Linked DNA regions of Mus musculus: regions 2, 3 and 4 are each linked to region 1. A link is a contact called in public Hi-C and promoter capture Hi-C data. All regions are on one chromosome and are shown on one strand. The core of a region is the stretch at or near the end of the contact, and the rest is flanking DNA. Distances in the headings are between cores, read along the strand shown.

What was found. Promoter capture Hi-C pulls out the DNA fragments that hold promoters and counts their contacts. Hi-C and Micro-C count contacts between places; a contact is called where the count stands out from the background.
Region 2: a promoter capture Hi-C map of pre-B cells shows a contact between it and region 1, with 27 times the contacts expected there. The contact joins the promoter of Snorc here to the promoter of Ugt1a6a in region 1. A contact is called at or near these places in 2 of 39 promoter capture datasets (neutrophils and pre-B cells) and 1 of 115 datasets of contacts at active chromatin or transcription factors (large pre-B cells).
Region 3: a contact with region 1 is called in a promoter capture Hi-C map of liver, with 7 times the contacts expected there. The contact joins the promoter of Neu2 here to the promoter of Ugt1a6a in region 1. A contact is called at or near these places in 2 of 39 promoter capture datasets (liver and pre-B cells) and 1 of 9 other capture datasets (macrophages).
Region 4: a Hi-C map of B cells shows a contact between it and region 1, with 12 read pairs. The contact joins the promoter of Inpp5d here to the promoter of Ugt1a6a in region 1. A contact is called at or near these places in 1 of 484 Hi-C or Micro-C datasets (B cells) and 2 of 115 datasets of contacts at active chromatin or transcription factors (bone marrow-derived macrophages and double positive thymocytes).

What each region holds. Positions count from the first base shown.
Region 1 is chr1:88,132,793-88,136,474 of GRCm38.p6, reverse strand. It overlaps Ugt1a6a (UDP glucuronosyltransferase 1 family, polypeptide A6A), which reads right to left and starts at 1,666. Exons shown (of 6, transcript NM_145079.3): 1 at 1,540-1,666. All of the region lies in intron 1 of Ugt1a10 (UDP glycosyltransferase 1 family, polypeptide A10), which reads right to left. The region is part of intron 1 of Ugt1a9 (UDP glucuronosyltransferase 1 family, polypeptide A9); the gene reads right to left. The region is part of intron 1 of Ugt1a8 (UDP glucuronosyltransferase 1 family, polypeptide A8); the gene reads right to left. It also overlaps Ugt1a7c and Ugt1a6b.
Region 2 is chr1:87,468,135-87,471,816 of GRCm38.p6, reverse strand. Snorc (secondary ossification center associated regulator of chondrocyte maturation) reads right to left here and starts at 1,616. Exons shown (of 3, transcript NM_028473.2): 1 at 1,406-1,616. The coding sequence starts at 1,478.
Region 3 is chr1:87,572,312-87,575,993 of GRCm38.p6, reverse strand. It overlaps Neu2 (neuraminidase 2), which reads right to left and starts at 1,967. Exons shown (of 4, transcript NM_001160163.1): 1 at 1,868-1,967. It also overlaps a transcript of Ngef not described here.
Region 4 is chr1:87,618,251-87,621,932 of GRCm38.p6, reverse strand. Inpp5d (inositol polyphosphate-5-phosphatase D) reads right to left here and starts at 1,621. Exons shown (of 27, transcript NM_010566.3): 1 at 1,302-1,621. The coding sequence starts at 1,444.

The DNA of each region.
Region 1 (3,682 bases), core at 417-2,916:
GTCTGCAGCTTTCTAGCCCTCCTTTTGGTAGTTTAAATGAAAATGGCCCCTGTGGGCTCATAAAAAATTGCACTATTTAAAAAGTTAGGAGGAATGGCCTTGGAGTAGATGTGGCCTTGTTGGAGGAAAGGTGTCACTGATGGTGGCCTTTGAGGTTTCAGGGGCTCCAGCCAAGGCCCAATGTGTCTCCCCCTCCCTGTTGCCTGCCAATCCAGATGTAGAATGCCTGGCTTCTTCTCCAGCACCATGTCTGCCTGCCTGCTGCCATGCTTCCTGCCATGACCATAATGGACTAAAGCTCTCAAAAGTAAGCCAGGCCCAATTACCTGTTTTCCATTCTATGAGTTGCTGTGGTCATGATGTCTCTTTATGGCCTTAGAACCTCTAAGATGCTCCCCCTAGATGATATACATAATAAACACGATGTCAGCTCTGATCACCTACTTCCTTTAAAGTTCTGCTAGTGTCCCATCCGTGACACCTTCCCTGTTGAGCCCAGGGTCCAGCAGCCCAGTCTGTGGCCCTGGGCCTCCTTCCCTTCCTTGCTATCATTACCTCACCTTCTGTGTATTTATGCATCCCTCTCCCAACTATTAGTAGCATGTGCAGGGTGGGATCAATCATTGTTCTAATGTCCCTCTCTACCAAACTCAGTGTTCCTCTCTATTGAGTCTGCAGCATGCAGATCAGTGTCCAGCATACAGAAGGCTCCGAGTACCAGTTTGTGTGTGAGTAAACTGGCATTGGGACTGTCTGTCCATTTTATCCTTGTGCCTCATTTTCAATCAAATAGTAAAAGGTTACTCAAGGAAGGATAAGACAGAACCAGCTCCCTTGTGAGGAGTTGGTCGCTGACCCTTCGACATGTGTATAAGGGAAAAACCAACGACCCTTTCCTTCTGCACACTTTCACTCACACAGCTCTTGTGTTACCAGGCATGTATGAGTCAAGTCAACCACTTAGCAGAGTTGGCTACAGACCAGAGGCTCTTTTACTCAGCCTCAGAGCAGCTCTGCTCAAACCACTCAGAGAATCACTCAGTCAGAGGTTCATTACAGCAGCAGCACCCATAGTGCAACAAGACAGCAGTGGAGAAATGCCAAGAGCTTGGGGGAGAGACATGGCCGCTCTCTGTGTTCTTGGTGCAACCTATCCTCCACACCTTCAGCAACCTGGCAGCTCCCCAACCCAATCCCTCTGTGCTTTCATAGGGGCCGCATCATGAAATACAGGGGATGGGCTGATTGATTAAATTACCGTTGATCAGTAATCAACCCTAACTTCAATCCCTTTCTCTGCCCTTCCCTCTAATCTCAAAGCTGGTTCCAGACCCCATCCTTACAAACTTTCCAAAAGTTGCCCCTTAAGCATAAGCTTTAAGAAAACAGTACAACAGCTTATCACAAACAAACAGCACAGGTTTCCCTCCCACCCCTCATGAAATCAACAGGCATTTGGGAAGCTCTGCACAGGAAGACAAAAGCCCTTATCTTTCAAATTCTGTATTGCTCTCTCACCACACATAATCTGTTACTTGCCTGTCAGATAGTAAGGTTAGAGACCTGTGCCTCTAGGTAGCACGTGATGAGGGCCCTTGAGCAAGAGTAAGAAATCTGGAAGTCGGTTTCCAGTCAGCCACCATCAGCCAGCATCTGAATTCTGGGTTTTCTAACCACCACCAAAGAGGGAGGGTTACATTTGTTCTGTTTGTTAATCACTGCTGAGGGCGGGCCAGGGAGTTATGGATGTTGAAATCAGGCTGCCCTGGAGGAAATTGTTCTTTGAATCAAGGAACTGGCTCACCCAGACCTTGTCAGGCATATGCATATTGGAACCAGCTTGCCAGTACTTGCCTTAACCTTGGCACCCCAGTCGGTTGGGGCTCAGGAAAGCAGGACTGAAGGGGCCACCCCAAAGGGCAAGCAGGAACATAGCCAAGATGAAAGTTCTTTCTTTAAGGCTTACAAAGACTCCACTCAGTCCAAGCAGGGGTGGAGGATCAGCGTGGGAGGGAGGAGGGGAGTTGGAGTTTTTTGTTTTGTTTTGCTTTTAATTGATTCTTTGTGGGTTTCAAATTGTGCTTCCCAGCCCACTGGTCACCCATCCCCCTGGTGTCTGTTCTTTGCCTTTAACACATAAACAAGCAGGCAAAACAAAAACAAAAAAGCATTGAAAATATCTCATCATGGAAGCTGTAATACTGTCACAGTGTGTCCCACAGTATGTCTCTCTGTCTACACATGTTCACTTGCTAATGTTCATTGCAGTGAGGCACTGGTCTGGTTTGAGATCTCTGGCTTTTGTGACATAAACAGGATTTTTGACTCAGAATGAAAAGAGACAAGCTTACAGCAATGAGAAACCACTCCCCAGAGACTCATAAAGGAAGCACACTGTAGCTCTGTCCTTCCTGAGTGGCAGAGCAAAAGCTCTCTGAAGAATGTCTTTAAGCAAGCTGGCATGAATTGGGGAAAGCACGAGGAACTGTACCCTCGTATTCTTTATGACAGACACACAATTTACCGAGGCCTGGGCCCTTCCTAGGAAAATCAGGTTCACCTGGGTACTGACTGGCTTGTTCTTGTTTCCAGCAAGTCCATGGGGTCATAGGTTGAAATCAGGAAGAAGGCAGGAGAGGACAACAAGGTTCTGTCAGAGCATCACCAGAGGGTGCTTTGCAAGCTTTGTTCATGAGATTTGACTCTACTGTTTCTTAGACTGGTGTGTGTGTGTGTGTACATGTGCACAGAGAGAGAGGGGGGGGTGTGCAGCTGTCAGGAGTATTTCTGTACTGGGCACCAGAAAAGGGAATGTGGCATGCCTGGCACTTCTAAGTTTTATCCCTCCTGCTGCCCAGGAGGCTCAGTCCAGTCCAGCGGGAGGATACAGGCTCAGGGTGTCTTGCATAACATTACTTCTACCTATACAGGGGAAGGTCAGCTTTAACCTAGGGATTTCTGAAGAACAACAAATGGGGCTTGGGGCACACACCAGTGGAATGAAGGCATAGATCCTGGGATAGAACCACACTGTATGGGTAAAAATGCCGCTCCCCAAAGTGAATGAAGAACAGCTAGCATCTGGAGTAGGAAGGAGGTCTGAAAGTTGACAGGGGACAGTTTCATTCCAGAAGCTGAGGGCTATCTGAAAAGGTCAGCCATGTAGAGGAATTCCCTTCTCAGGAACTCACCCTTCCAGATCCTTCAGATACCTAAGCCCAGGAATTAGAGGCCCAGGACCTACAAGATGACAGAAGACCTACAGAACAATTTCAGACTTGAAAAATCTCAATTCAGAACACAAAAAAAGGCAAAACCAAATCCATGAATTTCCCTGGTTTTGTTTCTGCTGCTGTGGTAAAATACTCTGATAAACAGAAGCTTAGCGGACACAGGCTTATTTTACTTGCAAGTCAGATTCTAGTCCATCCTTATGGAGAAGGTAAGATGGCAGAACCTGAAACAGCAGACAGAAGATCTTCAAGCAAGGGCAGAGAAAAATGAACATGTGCACGATTAGGACTTAGCTAGCTTTCTCTATTCGTATGCTGTTCAGGGACCCAAAGCAGGGAATGATGCTTCTCGCTCTCAGGTGGGATCTACATCAATTGCAGCAAGCAGAACCATCTGCTACGGATGGACACTGCCATAGGCCAACCCAAAGTAGATAATCTAGGTGAGT
Region 2 (3,682 bases), core at 367-2,866, 660 kb after region 1:
CGTGGAAAAAGAGGGAGGTGAGGTCAGGCGAGGTCTTGGCTATTCCCAAAGCTTCTGTGGGAACAGAAAGCCCACCCACTAGAGTTGTGTATGTATAATCTGACCGGGGCTCTGGCTAGAGGCTTAGGTTGGAAGAAACCTAACAGAAACCTGGACAGGAGCCACTAGGAAGGCTCCAGCTGCAGGGTCCTGCCAGGCAACAGCCTCACTGTGGCAGGAAGCGGTGTGGGTCTCAGCTCCAAGTCCTAGGCAATAGAAAATGCCTCCTCCCACTGTAAGTCCTAACTCAGGGGTACTTCAGGCTACATTACCGAGCACAGCTCCCACTCCAGAAGCTGGGTGTGTCCCAACATATGAGAAGAGATGGTTCTCCCCAAAATCCATTCGGGCTTTGAACCCTGCTCACACTCTGAACACTGAGTGTTGACTGGACATTTGGCCATCCTCAGAGCCCTGCATTGAGCCCTGGTGAGGCCTTAGCATCCCACTATGAGGGAGGCAGCGTAGTGGGTGCCACCTTCTACAGATTAGGAAATGGCCAAGAGAGGTATGAGCCAGGCTGGGCAGAGTCAGGTCTTTAGCTATTTCCTGGGGTGTTGAGGGGAGGTAGAACGGCCCACAGACCACCGTCACCATCCTGGGGTGTGGCCGCGAGTTCCGAGGCTATGCTTCTACCACAGAGGTGACTTCTTTCCTTTGTAGACACACAGACACCCCTAAAGTTCAGGCAGCAATGTTGTAAGACAACCAGGGAACCCAGAGGCCTTTCTGCAGACTACTGAACAACTGCGCGAGATTTATTTTCTCATAATCAAAGCCTATCTGTGCCTATGTCCCTGCTCTGAAGCAGACCCAGAGCAGGCCTGCCATGCAGTGTTTTTTTCAGACCCCAGAGAGGCCACCTAGGGCTCAGTCCAGTTTCCTCACTATCCTGCAAAAGACTCTAAGAAATATTTATCTCTATGGGGACAGCACCTAGGTCGTAAGTCAGAAGGAAAGGGTTTGCAGAATTTAAAGGAATCATGAGTCTCTGGGTTTTCTGCCCAGAGGGTCTCTGGCCTTTAGCCCTTTGCCTTATGTCTGATGAGTCCTCCAGCCTCCCAGGTCCAGAAGTCTCCAGGTGTTCTAGCGGCAAAGTATTACCCCAAGAACATCAGACAGCCAAATGTACCAGACCCTGATACCCAAGTCTTTTTCAATGGCCACCCATCCTGCTGCTAACATACATCATCTTACTCGGTTTCTACCAGCCAGCATTGTGGGAGTCTCCCAGAATCACCACAGCTGGGAATCCCACCTTGTGTGAGGGGCTTGTACCCCATAGGTACTGGAGGATCTGGTCCCAGTGGTAGTTATTGGCCCTGAGAAGTTGGTAGCAGCAGAGCTGAGGGCCTGCGCCCCTTACCTGTGAGCACCGCAGGGGCCAGGACCCCAGAGATGAGCAGCAGCGCCACGCGCAGGGCCAGACAAGATGCCATCCTGGCAGGGAGTGAGCAGTCTTATGGGACACAGAGGACTAGGCGGCTGGGCTCAGGCAGCGGGAAAGAGGCTTCAAAGAGCTGGGAAGGGTTTTCATCAATGCAAACTCTGTCCTCCTGGGACACCGTGCCCGCCCCTCACACATGCACGCGCATGCACACACACACACACACACACACACACACACACACAGAGAGAGAGAGAGAGAGAGAGAGAGAGAGAGAGAGAGAGAGAGAGAGAGAGAGAGCGCACTCAGACAGACCTGCAGTCCTGAACTACCAAACAGCCCCACCCTGGAGAGGAGAGGAGAGGAGAGGAGAGGAGAGGAGAGGAGAGGAGAGGAGAGGAGAGGAGAGGAGAGGAGAGGAGAGGAGAGGAGAGGAGAGGAGAGGAGAGGAGAGGAGAGGAGAGGAGAGGAGAGGAGAGAAAAGGGGAGAGAAAGGGAGAGAAGGGGAGGGGAGGGGAGGGGAGGGGAGGGGAGAGAGAGGGTTCCTTTCCTCTCTCTCTGTCTCTGCCCTGCTCCCCTCCTCTTTCTCTTCTCTGTCTCTCTGTCTCTGTCTCTCTGTCTCACTCTCTCTGTCTCTCTCTCTCTCTCTCTCTCTCTCTCTCTCTCTCTCACACACACACACACACACACACACACATATTCCTGGACTAGTGAAAGTACAAACTTTCCCAGCCTCCCAAGACAGGAGCCTCACCCAGGCACAACAAATGCCTTGAGCCACTGTGCTCAGGACTCTGGGAGACCCTGCTCAGGACCCTTCCACTGGCCCTTACTAAAGCTAAGGTTGTGAGGCATTTTCTATTAAAGCCCCTTGGCCAGCCGCTCTAGGCCCCTTCCAGGAAGGTCTCAATGCACAAGTCCTTCTCCCTGGCTCCCTTGTTCTTGTAGGCACTCTCCACTAATCCAGAGACTCAGTTTCACCTTTAAGCCTGGGCTTGGCTCAGAGTTCAGCTCACTACCTTCCCAACAGGTCTGACCAAGCACATTGGCCTCCTCAGCCTCTGCCTACACCCACAGATGGACTTCAACACACGCGCGCACACACACACACACACACACACACACACACACACACACACACAGGTGTGCTCACCCTGCAAGTTCCCCAAGTCTCTTAAGCCCCTGAGGCTCTGCTACTTCATAGTTTTCCAAACAAAAAGGCAAATTCCCTAGCCAGTCTTCCCTCTGCTTTCCTGCTCTCTCCCTATGTTCCAGCTGCTGGCCCCAACAATAGGGCTCCTGCAGGATACTAGCGTGGCTCCTGCCCCAGGGCCTTTGCACTCTATCTTCTTCCCTAGAAAGTAGTAGCTACACTCATCATCATGTTTCTCCAGGTCTGAGCTTGGTCAGTCAGCCTGTGTCCTGTCGTTGGGTCACTTTAAGGTTCTTCACAGCACTTACATTTTTATGAATTTTCATATCGCTCCCCCTTGTGTGTTCATTTTCAGAAGAGAAGCATGCACACGAGGTGCATGAATCAACCTTTCGTTGCTGTGACAAAGTGCCAGAGATGACTTTTTAAAAGAGTTTACTCTGGCTCATGGCTGCAGGTTTTATGGTCCTGGTCAACTTGTCCTGTTGCTTGAGCCTACGGAGAGGCAGAGCATCACAGTGGTGGCAGGGAACAGGGGAGGCTGCGGTTCTCACAGCAGAGGAAGAAAGGCAGGGAGACACACCTGGCTGGGGACAAGACACACTTTGAAAAGCATGCTGAGGTCTACTCCCAACCAGGTTCTGCTTCCTTCAGCTGTGAACCCATCGATGAAACAGCTAAGTCACTAATGAAGTTACCACACACATAATGCAATCTTTTCTCAATAGTGCCACCAGCTGGAGACTATACCTTCAACACACGAGCCTTTTGGGATGACACTTCATATCCAAATCATAAAAAAAAAAAATGTGCAGAAATTTTGTGTACAGGTCAGCGAACTCTTGTATCCATGTACATGTGTGTAATCTCTGCCCCCATCAGCCAAAACCACGCTCGGCATGCCAGCATGGCTCCTCTCAAGCCCACACCCACCGATGGGCATCTTTGCTTCTGGTGCTGGGACATATACTGCCCTAAGAGTGTGTCTCAGAGCATCCGTAGTAATCAGGATGTTTCCAGACTGGGGTTCTTACAAATATAGCTTCCATGTTCTTGCACATCCTCCCTTGTGGATGCCAGTGTCTCTTGGCTATGTGTCTGGA
Region 3 (3,682 bases), core at 718-3,217, 560 kb after region 1:
TATGTCTAGTCTATATCTATGTGCGCATATCTCTCTTTCGATTATATATATAATTATAATATATAATATTATATATGCATATATATGTATAATCAAGATAGGGAGAGGGAGAGTTTGGGACTGTGCAAGTGTTTGAGTGACTGTATGACTGTATTAATCTAGCTGCTGAGTAATATTGATCTGTAATTTAGTTAGAATATATATGCTTTATTGTTAAAAAAAAAAGCAGGGATGAGTGGATGAGAGATTACTTCCCTCTGGCATTCAGTGGCAAAAACCAGAACCAACATTTGTGGCAATCGGATGTCATACTAGGCAGACATCTGAGATTCAATGGTGCCTACTTCCTGCATCCATGTCCTACTGTGACATATGGGCTGTACCTAATGGCGGCTCTCTGACAAGCAGAGCATGGCAGAGTGATGGGATGCCACTTAATGTCACTTCCACGAGCACATCACAAAAGTCTGTGGTTCTGGGAGATGGCTCAGCTGAGAAAGAGCGTGGCATGCAAACGAGAGGTCAGGATCCAGGTCCCCAGAACACAAAAGCTAGGTGGGCCTGGCTGTTCCCAGCACTCAGCGGGCAGAGGCGGTGATCCTCACAGTAAGCTAGCTAGCTAGACTAGCTGGATTTGACTAGTTCCAGGTCTAATGACTGACCCTGCCTCAATAAATAAAGTGGAGATTCTTCAAGGAAGACATCTGACTTCCATAGCTGAGCGTGCTCACGTGGAGCGCATCACACAGCCATGTCCTTGAAGAGAGAGATCTCTGGAATCTTCTGCAGCCTCAATGAAGCAAGGTGTCATGGCAGAGAGGCAAACAAACAAAACAGAGCAAGCTGCCCAGCCATGACCAGCAGGAAACAAGGCCCTCAGTCCAGCAATCCCCAAGGAGGCGTGCAGGCCTGCCAACAACCCAGGAGGCCTGTGTGCCTTCTCCACACAGCCTTGTAAAGAGGCGTTCTGGCCCTCAGCCACCTTGCCTCCAGCCAGTGAGAGCCCCTGAACAAAGAACGCGGCCAAGCCCTGCCCAGATTCCTGACTCACAGAAACCTAGAGTATAAGTATGCCCTGCTTCTTGGCAGTACCGGTTGGGTTAATTTATTACCAGCGGTAGGTCACAAAAAACAATAGCTCATCGGAGGCTTACATAAATATGGGCAGTGTAGCTATTAGCATTGAGAAATGAAAGCAATGGGTTAAGAGGCAAGGTTTTGGTACCAGCTAGGATGGGTTTCAATCTTGGAGCAGCTTACTATCTATGTGGCCTTGGGCAAGATGATCTATGAACATATGTATCTTTAAAATGCACCTGATTCTCAACTTGTAGTGAGGGCTCAGGGCTACACAGAGAGGTTATGCAATCTGCTTAGTTCAGTGCCTGCCACGCAGTAAGCACCAGGCAGAAGGAAGCCGTCACTAATCATAATTCACTGTAATAGTAACAATTGATTAAGACCTCTCGAATAGAGCAGCTGGTGTCCCCTGCCTGGGAGCTGTCAAGCTGAGCCCTGACGGCCATGTAAAGCAGTGATTAAAAGTGCTGGCTTAGTTGGCAAACCGCTTGGCATATGTGCACTGGGACTTGAGAAGATTCACAACTGTCACATAAAAAAGGGGCACAGTGGCGTGCTCCTTTAACCCCCACAGGGGAAGTTTGAGACAGGAGGGGAGGGTGCAGGTAAGATTCGGAGGATGGCCGATCAGGTAGCCTGGCCAATTAGTGAGCCCTGGGTTCCATAAGAAAAACAGAAAACAATAAGAGAGAGACCTGGTGTTCACCTCTGACTTCCACGTGTGTGTGCACGTGTACACATACTAACACAAAAGTGACCAGAACCCAAGAGGATCATAAACACTTACCCAATCTCAGACTCAGGGGGCGGGTCAGTCAGTGGTGGGGCGTCCATTCTTAGTCAACTTCCGATATTACCTTGCAGCCAGGGGCCGTTTGGGTCATGTCAACCTGCACCTCAGTGGCACCTCCCCTTTTGCCTGGCTCCTAGGGAGGTGTGTCTGGCTCCCTGCCTAGGTGCAGGGCACCCAGCAAGGTAAACACCCAGACAGGAAGTGCCTGTCCCAGGAATGGGGCCAGCTATAGGGAGGCAGGTCTGAAGGTCAGGAATGTTTCCCAGGGAGGCTTTTCCAGGCTATAGTACTCAGGGACAGGTAGGGAGCTTGTGTGCTTATGTGGGGGACACACAGACCTGCACTGAGGTGCCCGGACAGGACCGTGGATGGGAAAGGAAGAAACTGAAGCACTTATGAGGGGGCCTAACACCCAGGAACTTCTGGCTGGCAGGTGAGCAAAATATATGTTTATTTTATCTTATTTTTTAATGAAATGAGATCAAGGAAACCGTAGAAGAGAGGTCACTGCTGGGGAAGTGCAGAGTGTTGCAAGCATTGATTGAGAAGAACTAGGAAAGAGAAGGCAGCCAGACTGTCCATGGGAAGGAGAACTTGGCTACCCTTGCAAGATTCCAGCAGTACCTATGAGGTCCTGGCTATGCCTGTGAGCTCCCAGCCCATCTTGGCTTAGTGATTCTCCCAGCCCAGCGTGTTTCAACATCTGTGAAGCACGAAGCAGGGTGACCCCTCTTTCCAGCTCCTATACCTCCAGCTGTGGAGACTAGGGAGACAATGTACTGCAAAGGACAGGTCAATAACTTACAGGGCCCTGTGCAACAGGAACGTGCAGGGCCTCTTGCCAAAAACCGATAAAGAATCAGAGAGAGGCAGAAGCCTCATGTTAAAGTAACTGCAGAGCCCTCCAAGACCAGGGCACTCACTCCCCATGGTGCTCGCCCTGGTTGTAAATGTATGTGTAGACTGTGAAGTGCTGTGATTTCCGTGTGCTGTTGGCTCAAACCTCAGGGTTAAGGTGTGCTCTAGGGAGGAGACTTCACAGCTATGGAGTAACAGCCCCTGTGTTGCTGCCCCACTGATGTTGCTCCTCCTGCTCAGGGACCATTTCAGGACAAAAGACCCTACCCTCAGAACCCTCCAGATTTGTGTGCTTGGTGGCCAAGAAGCCAGAGTATGTTGTGACTCGGTTGAGAAAACTCAGCTGGATATAGCAATAGAAGGTTCTTATTTCCTGTCTTGACCAATATGTGGGATATTCACGAAGCCATCAGCTGCAGGGAGCTGGACTTGGGATTCCTGTAGTTTTGGCTACTCTGCTATCTCAGCTAGTGACCAATGTCTTGTTGCCTTGAGAGAAATGGCTGTCTTAATGCAGAGAGACATTAAGGCTCTGGTTGGGTCCCCCCACTGTGTTTTCCTTTCCCCTCCCCCTTTCTTCATCTTGGCCCACATTTGATGTTACTTAGTCTCAGAAAGGAGAAGCCAGAGTCTCCTTGGAGACTCCAGCATCCTGGACAATGAAAATGGACAATAGGCCATCTTCCTCAACCACACTCTCAGGCCACTCTTTGAACAACCACAGATTTTCATGGACATGGTCCCCAGGATAGGGAGACACCCAGCCTGTCCTGTTTCCTAACGGTAGCAGCAGTCCCTGTGGCCCCACTGCCAGGGATACCACAGTGAGTTTGAACATTAATGAGAGGTCTTTTAAAGAATGTCCCATGGTGAGCTTCTGTTGGTGAAATAGCTGATGGGTTGACTGTGAGCACTTGTTCCCGCTCTCACTCTAGCTAAGTGTTTCAAGTT
Region 4 (3,682 bases), core at 372-2,871, 510 kb after region 1:
CCAGCCGTGAGCCTGTACGGGCTTCTAGTGCCCCTGCCCCCAACTCTGTGAACACTCTAGCTCCTCTTACTTCCATTCAAGTCCACTGGCATGCCTAGCCTGATGGTGGTAGGAGGTAGGCAGCACAAGCTAGTGGTCTCTGGGAGCAAATGACCGACCTTATCCTCGATGTTTGTAACCTGTCCAGCCCTCATGGTCCTTAATCGCAGGTCTAGGTGTTCATAGAACCCACACTCCTGGCTCTCTTGAAGATGAAACTAGCCAACAAATGCCTAGCACAGCAGGTCCCAACATGAGTCAGAGCTCAGAACAGTCTGTGGTCAGTCACCCACTTCCCTCCTGCATGAAGATTGGGGGGGGGGCAGCTAGCTGCTCTGAAAGATCTTTCTCTCAGTCCAGGGACAATCTATCAGATGGTACCTGTGCTGTTCAAGTAGGCACACCCTTCCTGACAGTGTTCCTGCCCTGCTCCAGCCTGAAGCCTGGACAGGGTCTGACCACAGGACTATAGGGGTGGCGGCCTTCCTCAGAAGACGCTAGACGGACGGAGTGTTAAAAAGGAACCTTCAGCAAGTGGCTGTTTCCTCTGTTGTTAGGATAACCAGCATATTCAGCAACATCTTCACACTGGGCTGTGGGGGGGTACCAACGGGGGCAGAGACCTGGATAGGGAGGGACATAGCTGAGTGCAAGGAGGGACAGAGACCTACTCAGAGAGCAGCTCTGTGGCTTCCTGTGTCCTTGCAGCCTAGAGTAAAATGTGTACACGAGGAATCCTATCCTGATTAAATGCACCCCGGACTCAGCTCCCCAAATAGAATTAGCTCTAAGACCACATACTAGCAGGGTGGAGGAGGGGACCCTTTTGCCAAGGTTGCCCTTCACTGAGTCCCTGACTGACGCTTGAGCTGACCAAAATGCATTCCAATACACCCTCCACCAGAGAGGCCTGAGTTTCTTCCTGACTCTGTCCCTGCTCCTGCCACAGGAACTCACGGAGACCCCTGGCACCACAGGTCATGGAGGGCTGCAGTATAGGGGAGGCCCAGAGTCACTCAGAGAGCCCTAGCACCACACAAGCCTGTCATGACACAGGCTCCCTGAACTCGAACGCCAAGGTCCAAAGTGGGCCTCAGATGCTGCCCCCCCTTCTCCCCTCCCCACAGGGCAACGAAGTGCCAGTCACGTCCCACCATCCTATGACATAAACCTAACTCAAACTCCCATTACAGGGGTTCCCCCTTTGGATCCACACCTCAGTGGTCCCTGGATCTGACAGTTGGGAGGAGACGGGTACTCACAGCACGCAGAGTGCGTAGGCCCGGGGGATGGACTCGCTGGCACGCACAAGGAAGCTCCCGTCCTTGCCGGCTCTGGAAAGTAGCTCCTCTGCCTTGGAGCGGGTGATGTTGCCATGGTTCCACCCAGGGACCATGGCAGGCATGGGTCTCCTGGACTGGGTCAGCAGCCACTCCCAGGACGGACACTCCAGCAAAGTAGTTCAGGGCCCTCTCTAGGCTGAGACCTGCCGCCTGTTGCCTCTCAGAAATTGCCTCTGCTGCTCCTACCAGCTTAACTGACTGACTTCCTGTTTCAGGCACTCAGCGAGGGAGAGGAAACTGAGCTGCACAGAACTTCCTCATTATAGAAACCAAGTGGGGGGGGGGCATCATCTACCTTCCCACCCAGCCAGCACTGGCTGCCTGCTCCACCCTCTCACTCACTGGCTCTCTATTTCCCCTGAATGGGACCTAACCTCCAGAAGCGTCCATTATCAGCCGAAGTTCCACACGAGGGACGCAAGGGCTCTTTTAGCGTCAGGTTTCATGGCTGACTTCTCAAGCCTGGCCCAACATTTGTGAATAGGCCAAAGGCATGGCTCTCAGAAACCTTTGCTGATGTCCACAAGGGTGGTCACAGTTTTCCCCAGCGCCACCCAGCATACTTGTGATGGTGAGCTTTAACTGTCAACTTGACACAACATAGGATTGCCCAGGAAGAGAATCTCCATGAGGGAACGTCTGCATTGGGCTAGCCTGTGGATACATCTGTAGGGGTTGTTTTAATGAAGCTAGTTGATGTCAGAAGACCCAGCCCACTGTGAGCAACACTATTCCCTAGCTAAAACAGTCTGGTTTGGCCCCTCTGGACCTCTGCTGGGCACCTGGGGCTCACGGAAGGGCTTACATGTCCCTATGGTGCAAGCTGGCCACTTTGGTGATATATGTTACCGCGTTCTGCACTGCAGAAGCCCAAATGGCCAGTCAGGCTATTCCCTCTGTGGCTAGACATGGCTATGTTTGCTCACCCCTTAAAGGTCACCGTTCAGTACTAGCTGAGTTCTGCAGGTACTAAGGTAGCCACTGTCCCTTTGATCCCAGAGCTGGGTGACCTTGTTCCTCAGGCCAGGCCCACCAAGGGAAGTGCTGGCTTACGGCAGAAGTGGTGATTGTTCACTCCTTCATCTGAACCTTGTCACGTTAGATGTGACAACAGACCTAAGCCAGGCACCCCCCTACACACACATGCACGCACATACTGGAGCTTGGTTGAGCTTATCGCTCTCAGCCTCAGTTTTCTTTAGACTGCAGGGTGTAATTCAGAAAGGAGCTCTGGTGTGTGGAGGACATGGGAGCTGTGTTGATGTCATCCATGGCAGGAGCTTGGGGCCTGCAGGGCACAGCTGGTGGGAAATCTGAGAGTGGGTAGAGTACTCCAGCCAGGTCCTGAGCCAGAGGGAGGGGACATGGTCTCGACAAGAGCTCACGTCTACATTCTGATTTTGCCACCTGGAGGCTGAAGATGTTAACTCTAACTCTACAAGGGACCCTTCATGGAGTCCTCTCAAGTTCACAGTACCCCATGCAGCCCTCCTTAGGAAATCTCTGTCTAACACATTGTCTTAGTCAGGGTTTCTATTCCTGCACAAACATCATGACCAAGAAGCAAGTTGGGGAGGAAAGGGTTTATTCGGCTTACACTTCCATACTGCTGTTCATCACCAAAGGAAGTCAGGACTGGAACTCAAGCAGGTCAGGAAGCAGGAGCTGATGCAGAGGCCATGGAGGGATGTTCTTCATTGGCTTGCCTCACCTGGCTTGCTCAGCCTGCTCTCTTATAGAGCTAAGACTACCAGCCCTGAGATGGTCCCACCCACAAGGGGCCTTTCCCCCTTGATCACTAATTGAGAAAATGCCTTACAGTTGGATCTCATGGAGGCATTTCCTCAACTGAAGCTCCTTTCTCTGTGATAACTCCAGCTGTGTCAAGTTGACACAAAGCTAGCCAGTACAATTGACCCCTTGTCAACTTGACACACAAACACATCACTAGTAAGCCTCAACCCTTACAATCTTATTCATCCCCATTCTAAATAACTTTAAAAGTCCCACAGTCTTTACATATGCTTAAAATTTCAATCTCTTTAAAATATCCATCTCTTTTAAAATCCAAAGTCTTTTTACAATTAAAAGTCTCTTAACTGTGGGCTCCACTAAAACAGTTTCTTCCTTCAAGAGGGAAAATATCAGGGCACAGTCACAATCAAAAGCAAAAGTCAATCTCTAACCGTCCAATGTCTGGGATCCAACTCACGATCTTCTGGGCTCCTCCAAGGGCTTGGATCACTTCTCCAGCCAGGCCCTTTGTAGCACATGTGTCATCCTGTAGGCTCCAGACGCCT